Regions from separate parts of the Capsicum annuum genome. Here region 1 is linked to region 2. A link is a contact called in public Hi-C data. All regions are on one chromosome and are shown on one strand. Each heading gives the region's core, a stretch centred on a gene start, on an enhancer-like site or on the middle of the called end of the contact. The rest is flanking DNA. Distances are from core to core; before and after follow the strand shown. Region 1 overlaps LOC107858456 (a long non-coding RNA gene). Region 2 holds the start of LOC107858457 (chaperone protein dnaJ C76, chloroplastic).

Region 1 (6,061 bases), core at 915-3,414, 150 kb after region 2:
TAATTTGGCTATTCATTCCTTATTTTTCAACCATGAAGGCTCTCCATTCTCTTTCAATATTTGATCCATCCATGGACTCTGAGTAGAAGTTATCTTTATTTGATGATTAAACTTTAGGGTGATGGTTGGAGTTGTATGAATTTGACCAAAAAGAATCTGGTTGATTGTATGCTCAAAGAATACCATGAAAATCCCCCGAAATGTAACTCCCACAAAATTTGTTTTGTCACTAACCTTTTTCCCCTTCGGGAAACCCTTCTCAAGAACTGCCGAATAATTTTCAATCAAGTCACAAATGATTGTAGGGTAATAAGTATGAGGTGGTGTGATTAGACAACCCAACTCATACTCATTGAACCATCGTGCAATATTTAGATACTCTGGCAAGTCGATTGTTACTATCTAGTATTTTTCAGCATATGGCCTGCATGCTTCTTGGTTTGGTTGGTTCAAGGCTATCAAAGTAAAGTTTTTCTACCCCTTAACCTTATATCTAATGGAATCTGACACCCCTGGAGCTTTTATTTGAATTACCTCACCCACTTCTTGCTTGTATTCTTCTTTTGGACTATTAGCAGCTTTAGTATTATCCTCCTACTTTGGGTTAGAGCTTGAACTATCACTGCTCTCCTCAACACTACTTGCTTCCTCAATTGAAAACTCATCCTCCTCTTTAAACTGGGTGCCTGAGCGTGCTTCTTCGCACTTAGTCTAGTATTATAGGGTGGGACCTCAGTTTAATCTACCTTGTTATTAAGTTCATCTCTCAGTCTTGAAGTTGGGGTATATTTTTCTTACTCTACCTCTTACTGTTTGTCTCTTTTGAGGCATTGTAGCTATGGAGGGAACAAATTATTTAATGTATAAAACTAAGCCTGTAAGCAAAAACTTAAAGTCAAAATTGCAAATTGTTTGTGGTTGATGATCGGAGGTGATGGCTTGTCACATATATGATAGTTCATCGACTCCCTCGTCAGTACTTTCTAGTATCTTAGTAATACTTGACGGTTTACCTGATGGTTCACCATAAGTCTTACAGATCATTAGATGAACCTTTAGGCCAAAACAGAAACCACAACTAATTTTTAACTTTTGATGGTGAACTATTATGAATATGAAATTTTTTCACATGTTCCGTCATGGATAACTACTGACTTTTTGCTTCTGTGGGGCATTTTATCGAAAACTTGGCTTACAACCATTATTCCTTGCTTATCATTTTCTCGCTTGATCCTATTTGACATATTTGACTATGCAACAACACTTATTTCAGTTAGGTTATTCAGAATTCACCCACTTGAATTTTGCATAAATCAAATTTGAGCACAAAAAAACCATAATCAAAATATAAACGTGAATATTGATGGTTGTGTTTTGTCAGAACTTGAGACTACTCCCTGGGCATAACACGGTGCCTAGGGTAACAAGTGATCCCAAGCTAATCGATGGTTCTTGTGCGTAAGCTAAACTAAATGATGAAATAATAATCAAAACCAATATCAATATCAGAGTTTAAAGCCACAAAGTTGAACATCTAACTGTATGTCTAAAAGTCTACTAAGATGAGTTGCTGGTAACTGTGAAAAAAAATGAAGACCAAAAATAAAAGGCTAATAACTAGTCCTCGAATGATGAAGATTCGTGACCTTTGTGTATTTATGAACCTAAGTATCATTATCTACATGCTTTTAGCCTAGTTTTATGGACTTCTTGTTTACATAATGAGTTGTTATGGTGTAATTGAGTATATATGTGTTAAGGTACATGGTTATAGTGTTTAAGGTGAGTTCAAAATGAGTTCATAATCAAGTTGGTCACATAGAGTTTAGATGTGAAAATTAGTGTTACTAGATTGAGCTGTATGTTATTCTAGTGTATCTCGATGGACTTTATTGTGTTGTGTGCACTAATTTGTGTTGTTTGATGTTATAGGAGACCATGTGTGATGTTAAGAGAAATGTTCGGGAGAAGAAAAAGCTTAAATAATGTTGGAAAAGCTATTACAAAGTGCAGAACTCAAAGGCAAATGGAAGGAGTCTGCTATAAAGAGAAGTGGACGATTTGAGAACAAGGCCCTCGAAAACCTCCAAGATAAGGGTGTGCCATGCACTAAAACACAAATTAAATATCAATTTCCACTGTGCATCCATGATTATGGCATGTCATATCCCTAAACACGCAGATACAAAGGCGTGACACGCCCAAGGATAAAAAATGGCCTAATTGCTTCCATACTATAAATAGGACATTAGATCTTAGTGTTAACATCTTGGACCACTTTGGAGATGGAAAAACACATGAGGAAGCTGCAATATGGTTCTTAATCTTTGCTTTAGGTTAATTTTGGTTTTTACATATGAATTTCATGTGTGCAATTCGTTGTAAACTATAAGTGGCAACACCTTTGTTCAAGGGTTGAGGCCAAGAACTTGAATACTTATATTATAATTGAATTGGTTTAATGTTGATTATCACGTTTGGTTTGTTATGATCCATTTTCGAAAATAAAAAACGTTCCCTAACTTCGTGGCTAAAAAATGAGAAGAAGTCTTCATTCTTTTTTATTTAATTGAAAAATAATTTAGTGTCGCCACTTAATTTTAGGAAAATAAAGAAACCATTAAAAAGGTAAATTTGAAAGAAAATCACTTTTTTTAAAAAATTACTAGAATCTAGGTAATGGGTCAAGTAAATTTGAAAGAAGGTGTTAAGACACTTTCGAAAATCCACAAAGTGTGGTTCCTGACATATTTAAATTATTTGGCTAATTTTTGAAAAGTTTTATTAAGTTATTAAAATCTTGAACTTATTTTACAAAAATATTTAATTTATTTAATAACAATCTATTAAGTAAGCTAAACATCAAAGTTTCAAAATAATTCTAACGTTAACAAATTGATTCGTATTTAGACTTTAAATTAAATAATTAATTCAATTTCTTAAACATGGATATAAGCTACTTAATAACTATGAAGGGATATGAAAAAATCCCCCAAGTTATTCTACGAGCATAAGTTTGCCTAATAGAGCGAATTAAAAATTTAAAATATTAAACAACCATCATAAATAAATAATTTAAATATAATTTGCTCCGCAAGGATTCATCCATATTAAATTAAATATACAAACAAATAATTAAATTAATACAAGGAAATAAAGGGAGAAAAGATGAGATTTGGGCCCCTTTTAGCCCATTTTCAATTCTGGCCAGCTCTTTGGACCCTTTTTAGTCTTTTTCAGCCCCTTTCAACTGTGTATATCAATTGTATCTCACAACTCAATTTCTTGACATTTTTCTGTAAAATTGGCGTATACATAACCTAAAATCAGTCGTATGCACCCTCTTTGATCCTTCATCTGAATATTGACACTCCTTTTCTCATATATCACCTGTATATCATGTATATTTATTGTATATCTTTATATACAACCTTGTTTCTTCATATGTTTAGCCTATTTTGGATTTGATTGGGGCTTAACTCATCATTTTGGGGACCCTAGTCTTAAAAAAATGCAAGGAAGTCCATTTGAAATAATTGAGGAAGGACATGCATAAGAAAAACTAAGAAAGGATTAATTATCAAATTAAAAGGGAACCAAAAGAAAAACTATAAATTCAACTTATCGTTAAAGAGCCATTTAAATACTACTATAATGACTTATAAAATAGACCCAATTAGTTAATTATGAAAATCTACTAATGACACGATTCAAACCAAAACCTAGTCATGTCAGGTGCCTAAAGCCTAATTGGGATAGGAGACCACCCCCAATATCCAACCATAATTGCCCAACACCCTATGTCAGATGAATTCTGAACATATAATAAGATAGAACAATGAATAATTAAAGATAATAATAAAACCCATAATCATAACCATCCAATCATCCAAGTGGTGTCAGCCCTAATACCAATACCAATGCCAAGGCTGACACCAATACTGACACCGTCCAATCCCATAGTAGTCACACAAAGCCTCTAACCGAATACAAAGAACATCTGGTAGGGACATGCCCCTGAGCATAGACAAAACCAAAGTCTAAGAAATAAACAAAAGTATGAAAAGATATCCATAACATGAATTGGAGTCTTTTGAAGTAAGGAAACTCACAACTTTAGTCAGACATCAATGTTGTCTGTGAATCCAAGTCGCTGAGTAGGAGTAGTAGTATGACTGATTCCTGCATCACGTTGGGATACAGCTCCAGAAGATGGGATAGCGGATAAAAGCTAGCATGTACTAAGGAATAAGGATAAAGTAATGTCATTATTCAAAACCAAAGTAAATATCCATATGCAGTTACCTTCAAATATATCTATATATATGTTATGCTGGGAACATGAATTGGAGTCCTCCGAAGTAAAGAAACTCACAACTTCAGTCAAACATCAATGTTGTCTGCGAATCCAAGTTGCTAAGTACGAGGAGTAGTATGGCTGGCTCCTGCATCACGTGGGGATACAACGCCCAAAGATGGGTTAGCGGGTGAACGCTAGCATGTACTAAGGAATAAGGATAAAGTAATGTCATTATTCAAAACCAAAGTAAATATCCAAATGCAGTCACATTCAAACATATATATATATATATATATATTATGCTGGGAAAATAAATCGGATTTAGTATGGAGTTAATAATCTTTAACATGGGCTGGATAGATTGAACATCGTAGAACGACCCACGGGCTATATGGGTCCTGTATTACCCCCTAAACAAACCCTAGTGCGTGTAGCCGTACGAACCGGAGATATCCTAGGTGTTGGGGATTCTTATGTACTCTTCGCCCTCCATGAAAAATATATACAAGTATAAACTTAGGAGATTCTCGTGTACCCCACAAGTATATGGTCACCATGACCAACCCTTATGTCAGCAAACATGAGTTTCCAATGTCCGTCCATTGGACTCACACCTTCATGGTTAGCTATCACAAACCGCCATTATTTTCCAATTAAAACTTTTAGTACATAACCAAACCACCAAATCCAGAAGTTAATTACCAAGGCATTATGAAATGGTATCGTCATACCGATTGTATCTTGCAAGCGATGTCATTAGCCAACACCTAAGGGACTCTTATGTACCCCACAAGTATTCCCATTCAACTAAGTCATGGACACCAAGGCCTTTACGATCCATTTAAAACAAATTTAAACCGATTTAGGTTCCATTACCATCTTATGTAATGCAAAGTTTTCAATAAAAGTCAAATTATGTGACAAAAACATTCTCATTGGCATTTTAACAAACATATTGAGGGCATATAGTTTCCAAAACCAAAACTTAGAACCAATTAACCATTCCCATGCAACCACATGTTCAAACCAACATGCCTTAGTTAACTAGGAAGACGGAGAGAAACCAGCCTTAAAATCCTTAATTGACCACATTGAAGAAACCCTAGCCTTTTCATTAAACTAAGAGCTTGAGAGAGATTTTAGAGTGTTTGATTTGAGAATAGTAGGATAATAAAGTCCCAGGAGTAGTTTAAGTCATTGGGTCAAAAGAAATAAAGAGGGGAAATGTCCAAAATACCCCCAACTTAAACTATAAAAATTTCCGCAGGTGGGTACTTTTTGAACCCCTCACTCATACCCACATCATATGAGTGGTACCTTATACTCATACCTTGATCAGAAAGTTGGAAATCACATTCCATCCAACATACGACTTCTTAGCCTAAATCGTACCCTACCCATACAACTAGTAACCTTCAAGTTGTATCCTAAGAAGAACATCTAGGTTAGTCACTAGGTAACATACGATTTGGACCCTACTTCTCGTATCATACACATACGACCTGTATGGAGTCTTTTATACTAAGAATAGAACATGACCAACATCACACTAACCAACATATGACTAGGGTCCCTAGACTCGTACCCACACCATACAAAAAGTATGGTGAGTCATATGATCAATAGAAGGTTCAAACTCACGAAATTTTGTAAGGGCTAGAACCTAGGGTGTTTTAATTCCCCCCCACATGGATCATTCATCCTCGAATGATGTAATAAGGTAGTACGAGAATGATTAAACCCCCAAATTATTAAACCCCC
Region 2 (5,904 bases), core at 1,057-3,556:
AACCAATTTGACATTGCTCGGATTGCTTGAAATGCTGACATTCGTGCCTCTTTTTGCATGTCTGATGCCTGAAATATAGCAACAGTTGTATGTCAAAACGGAAGTTTCCCACTAAATTGCTTGTTTGTATCAAAAGAACAATTGTGCTCATAACAAGTTTTTGCCTTAGGATTGGTTTTGGAAGCTTTGTTCACGGAATCTTGATATCTGCTCTGGAATTTGTCTAGATCATCAAATATATTGGAGGTGCGAGCACCTACTGTATTGCCAGCACCAATTCTAACATTGCCCCGTAGCTTCTTGGACATTAGGAATTCAAGTGCAGCCAAATTTGACCTCTCAACAACTCTATGAAAATTTCATGTGTCAGAAAGCAAGAAGAACAAGTGTCAAGTAAAGAGATTATCAAACAACAGTTATGTTACAAGTCTTACGAGATGCAATCAACTGGACATGCATCTATAGCTTCTTGAATTTTGGCTTCTGTATCAGCCCATTGAGCAACAACTCTGGCTCTTCCATACATGCATTCAACAGCAAATGTCTTTTCAGCCAACAATGCACATTTTAAGCAGCCGACACACTTTACTTCGTCAACAAACACAGCTCTTTTTTCATTCTCTTCACCACACCATGCCGAATACAAAGGTTTTCCTGTGTACCCCCTTAAATCTGCTATTTTTGTCAGTTCCTGCATCATATTTTCCACCAAAAGGAGCAACAAATCAACTGATTTTGATCTTCTAACAGCTTAAGCTCACTTCTTAAAGATCAAGCTTTAGGGTAATACAAGTTAGAAACGGAGAGGTGAGAGAAAGAGTAGAACTTTTTTTTATTGCACTTCTAAATAAGATATAGTCTACCAAAGAAGTATCAAGGTGGATTCCACTGTGAATCTAGGATTTAAAGTCAGTAGGTTCAAAATCAATTTGATCTTATTATATTTCTGATCTTATTATATGCATACATTTTAAAAGTCCTTACTTATTTACGCATAATTCAATCAAAAGAAATAGATGACAAAAAAAGATCAAATGTGACTGTTATTGGTCTTCTATGAGCTTCCCAATACCGAATTACCAGAATCAAACTTTAGAAATGCCGAATCAGATATCAAATGTCCACTATTAATAAATTGTTTACCATATATATGGTCAACTTTAACGAGTGATCATATGTTTTGCATGATCTGTGAGGCCAAATTCATAATGTTAGGGCTTGAGAGTGGAGATCTAATCTCTATATGTAATTTTTCTAAAAGCTAATTCGTCAAATGTTGGAACATATTTTTTCAAAATGTTTCTTTCATTACGTCATTATCGAATTATCGAATCGTCGTATGAAGTTTTATTACCGTACCAAAATTTGATTTGTTGAACTAAATTTAAAAAGTTTGATATTTGATATTACTTTCAATTACCGATTACTAAACTTAAACTTTAAAAATACTGAATCAAGCACCGAATATTCACCCTTAAACACGTATTTTATATTTATCCAGTAGCCTACAAGTTGCCCTTTTATGTTTCCCCTTCCTGGACGCTAGTAAAAAAGAGCAATACAAAGTGCTGTACTAGAAGTTTACTTGTTATTTTAATAAGTTAAATATATTTTTGATTAATTGATGCTAGCTATTTCGTTGTCCATATCTTGCATTAATTGGGTCTTCCAGAAATTTTCGACAGCTTTGAGACCCATATTGTTATGGGTTAAAAATAGACTGAAATTCAATTTACAACATAAGTGATCTAATATATTAAGTATGAACTATATGAGCTGAAATTGTCGGCTCTACCTAGCCAATGCATTCAATTGACCCGAAATATAACTGATCCAAGAACAGTGATTAATGTAAGGTGCTCCATGAAACAACTATGGACTAACCTTATCATAAGCCATCCGTGCAATAGGATCAGAAAGAAGAGCATAAACTTCATTGAGTATAATAGCCATGTCATGGCCGGATGGTCCGGCGATATCTGGGTGGCATCGCTTCTGAAGCATCCTATAGGCCAGCTTAATCTGTGCCTGGTTAGATGAACTCTCAACTCCAAGAAGATCATAGAGGTCAAAATCAGTGATTGAAGAAGTATGAGCACTGCATATCAGTGAATTATTATAAGTATTTTTATTATGAGATTTCCATGAATTTGCAAGAGGAGCTCTTGGATTTGGAAGTTTGTTTATGCTTTTTGTAGGAATGGTTTGTATGGGCAGAGTAGAAGAATGCATTTTTTCCGCAGGGGGGGAACAGATAGATAGAGAGAGAGGAAAAAGTGGTAAAAAAGAGTAAGGCCTCTTCCATCTGGTTTGGGGTAGATATTTTGTATGTGGAAGATATTTGCATATTTCACATCACGAGAGACTTTGACAAGTTTAAATTTGCTTCCTAAAGTGCCAAAACATCCTTATGGTTCATTTGAGCATTTTAATATTTTATTAATATTGCTTATATCGATTTCCTTCATATTGATTATCAAAGTAGATGTTGCTGGCTGTTGAACTTCCACACTTCTCCATTTTCATCTCTCAGATTGATGGATTTCAGAGTATCATTAGTGACTAATTTTGATTATAGATGATTACAAAGGCATTACTCCCTTATGTTTCTAGTTTTTGTTATTACACATTCGTTATTTTAATATTTTATTAATATTGCTCAAATCGATTTCCTCCATATTGATTACCAAAGTGTATGTTGCTGGCAGTAAGAGGCAACCAGGATTTTGAAGTCTGTGATCGCCAAAGGCGCGCATACACCCTCGAGCAACGCTCAAAATGTGTTGAGCTCTCGCCTTACTTTATGTGCAGTTTAGGTTCTATTTTTTAAGATATATTTTTCGTTGTCAATGAAGCATCCTAAAGAGACAAATACTAAACAATTGATAGTTCACTTTATAAAAAAAAAATTAATTTCTTTGTTCATATATTTGTTATTCATGCTTATATTATTAGTCTTGGACTAGACATATATTTATATTTTTTTCCTTTATGCCTTTTTTCGTTAAATCTCATGCGTTATTTGTGCTTTGTACTTAAATCAATAGACCTTGAAGTTTTTTTACACTTTTTGCTTTTAATAATACTGTGGTGCACCAATATTATCTTAACGTAAACGTTAGCAAAACTTTTAGTGTCGATTAAGGGATATTATTATATTCGATTGATTGCCAATGACATGAATAGTACTGAAAAAATAAATACATAGAATAAATATAAATTCTAAGCTAATAACTTTACTTTCTTTAAATATGTAATATATTGACTTTTAACATTTTTCAAACATTGATTGTGGTAGCTTAATGGTCAAGGTAGGTTTATCATACAAGATGGTCGTGGGTTTGAATCCCCCACTGCAGTAATTTTTATGTTATAAATTTAGTAAACTCTGAAGCACTGAAAATAAAGCAAAAATATTGTGCTATTGCAGGATCGATCCCTGGTCATGTGGGGGCAAGCGCTGGTTCCAACATGATATTCCCCAAAATATTATTTAAATGAATAACGTACAAAAATATAAGGAATTAAAACAAATAATATCTGAAAAAACGTAAAGAATTAAAAATAAGGATAAAAAGACTACAATATAACATAATTGCCGGAGTTACTAAAAACTAATTGTAGGGGGTTGCGGCTTAGGCGCGATACTTTACGAGGAAATAAATAGTTATTGGGTAATAAGTATTTATTTTTATATAATGTATTTTGTGAATATTATTTATTGAAATATTTTTCATTTTTATCTTCTTGACTTAAGATGTTTTATTAATTCATATTCTAAATTAGATATTACCGTAATTAAATTATCCAGTGTTCTAGGATCCTCGTTAGTACTATGTAATCTTTTGTATTCTTGGTATAAACTATATAGTTGAGTTTTGATTTCTTTTAATGATTTATTCTTTTCGTAAGATGTATCCATTAATTTATGTAATTGTTAAATGCTTTGTAGTAATATTCATTAACTGTTTTTCTTCGTTCTTGTATTTTTTATTTTTATATATTTTATTAATATATTCAATTTTACCGATATTCATATTTTGAGGGGTGATTAAATGGTAGTTGATTAAATGCTTTGCTATAATATTCTTTAGTTTTTTCTCTTAGTTTTCGTAAGTCTTCTATATTGTTTTTAAGATATTCTAAATATTCTATATCTTTTGTTTTAAAATATTCAATTAAATTCGTTTTTATAAGGTTTTCTATTAATCTTATTTCTTCCATTTCTTGTTCCCAGTATTTTAGATATTCGTAGTTTATCATTTTATCCTTCTAAAGTAAATGTATAATAATCTATTCTACTTGCACTATATTTAATATCTTGTTTGAGGTTATTAATACTACGAACTATTTTTTCTTGTTCTCTTCTTAATGAATTTTTTAAACTATCTAAACTTTTATCTTTGCTTTTTTCTAAATTTTTCAAGGTTTCGTCTATCCATTTTAATTTTTCTATTAGATTTTCCATTATTTCTCTAATTTGTTTTCTATAATCAATTTTTTTATGTAGGTCTTCTTGGTTTTGTCTAATTTTCTTAATATATTCTGACATTTTTAGTCTGTATAATATCCATCTGAATCTAAATAGTATTGGTGTTCATAATATATGAGTAAGCTTTCTATACAGTTTAATAATTCTTCCTCTTCATAATCTTATAATTTTTCCCGTATTATTTTCTTTATATCTATAATTTCTATATCTCTAAGTATATATAAAACAAGTATTTTAATATCATCTATCATTTAAGCTTGATTAAATGCTTTTTCATAATATTTTTCAGTTGTTTGTTTTAGTCTAAGTAGTTCTTGCATATTTTCATTAAGAAATTCTATATATTTTATATCTTTAGTTTCCATGTATTTGTCTAAATTTACTTTCATCTGTTTTTCTATTAACTGTATGTTTCTCATATCTTTTTTCAAAAATTCTAGATATATGTAATTTATCATGGTAAGTATTTGTAAGAGTAGTTAGGTAGGCATGGTATGTAATTTATTCTAGTCATATAATATTTACCAAATGCTTTTTTCTAATATGATTTTTCTTATATCTACTACTTTTATATCCTTAAGTGCATACAAAATAAGTATTTTAAATTTATCTACCATTTCGTCAGATAAATAATTATTCATTTTTCATAAAATTGCTATTTTCAAAAATATTTCCTTCAATCATACACATAACAAAATATGATCATATTAGATTACTATATACTAGATCATTCTTAAATAACATGTTCGTCGGTCACTATTAGCATGATAATCCAGATGCTTTTTTCTTAAACAACACCTCAACTCTGGCTACTTCCCACCACGGCTTCTTGCCTTATTGGTTTCACCTTTAGGATGACATAGTTCTTAGGAATTTTTCTCCGTTTTCACTTTGCTAATAAATTTCTTAACATGCTATTCTTCGAATAATTCTACTATAAAGCAATTAACATGAACTTATCTTATTATATCATGATTGTTAGGAATTATGAATTTAGCTATTCATAATAGTGAATAAATATACCTGTTCTGGTAAGTTTGATAATCCTAAGTTTTGTTCCTTCATAGATTTTTCCATTGAAATATATTTGTTTTTTAAATAAATAAGCAAAATATTTATTGTAGACAAGAGAGAGAGTTTTTGCTTCAACGCATGAAGGCTTACCCTTCATCTGAGCAAATGCTCATTTATTTATAGGTTGAAGTTGTAAACAAACTTTACATGCACATGTCTATTTTAAAGACTAAAAAACTTTAACAAAAATGTCAAAAAGGCTAGGCTATAGGCTATAGCTGTCTAACAAAAAAGTCTTTATCTACTAAAAGACCAAAAATTGTTAATACCTAAGACTTTTTCTATACAAATTTTTACAATTTACGTAAAGAAAATTATGAAAGTTATCTACATGTCAC

The links. A called contact is a pair of places that touch in the nucleus more often than the background predicts.
Region 1: a Hi-C map of bud shows a contact between it and region 2, with 3 times the contacts expected there. The contact joins the enhancer-like site here to the promoter of LOC107858457 in region 2. A contact is called at or near these places in 2 of 5 Hi-C or Micro-C datasets (bud and leaf).

What each region holds. Positions count from the first base shown.
Region 1 is chr2:28,890,032-28,896,092 of UCD10Xv1.1, forward strand. LOC107858456 (a long non-coding RNA gene) reads left to right here. Exons shown (of 2, transcript XR_001670997.2): 2 at 1,933-2,474. Among protein-coding and RNA genes, the nearest start is that of LOC107858456, 12 kb to the left of the region's middle. Within about 2 kb of position 2,165, at least 3 of the 5 cell types and tissues checked have an H3K27ac peak or open chromatin away from gene starts, as enhancers often do. A contact at or near this core is called in bud and leaf, where this site is marked.
Region 2 is chr2:28,738,233-28,744,136 of UCD10Xv1.1, forward strand. It overlaps LOC107858457 (chaperone protein dnaJ C76, chloroplastic), which reads right to left and starts at 2,307. Exons shown (of 4, transcript XM_016703121.2): 1 at 1,885-2,307; 2 at 435-691; 3 at 165-348; 4 at 1-68. The coding sequence starts at 2,232.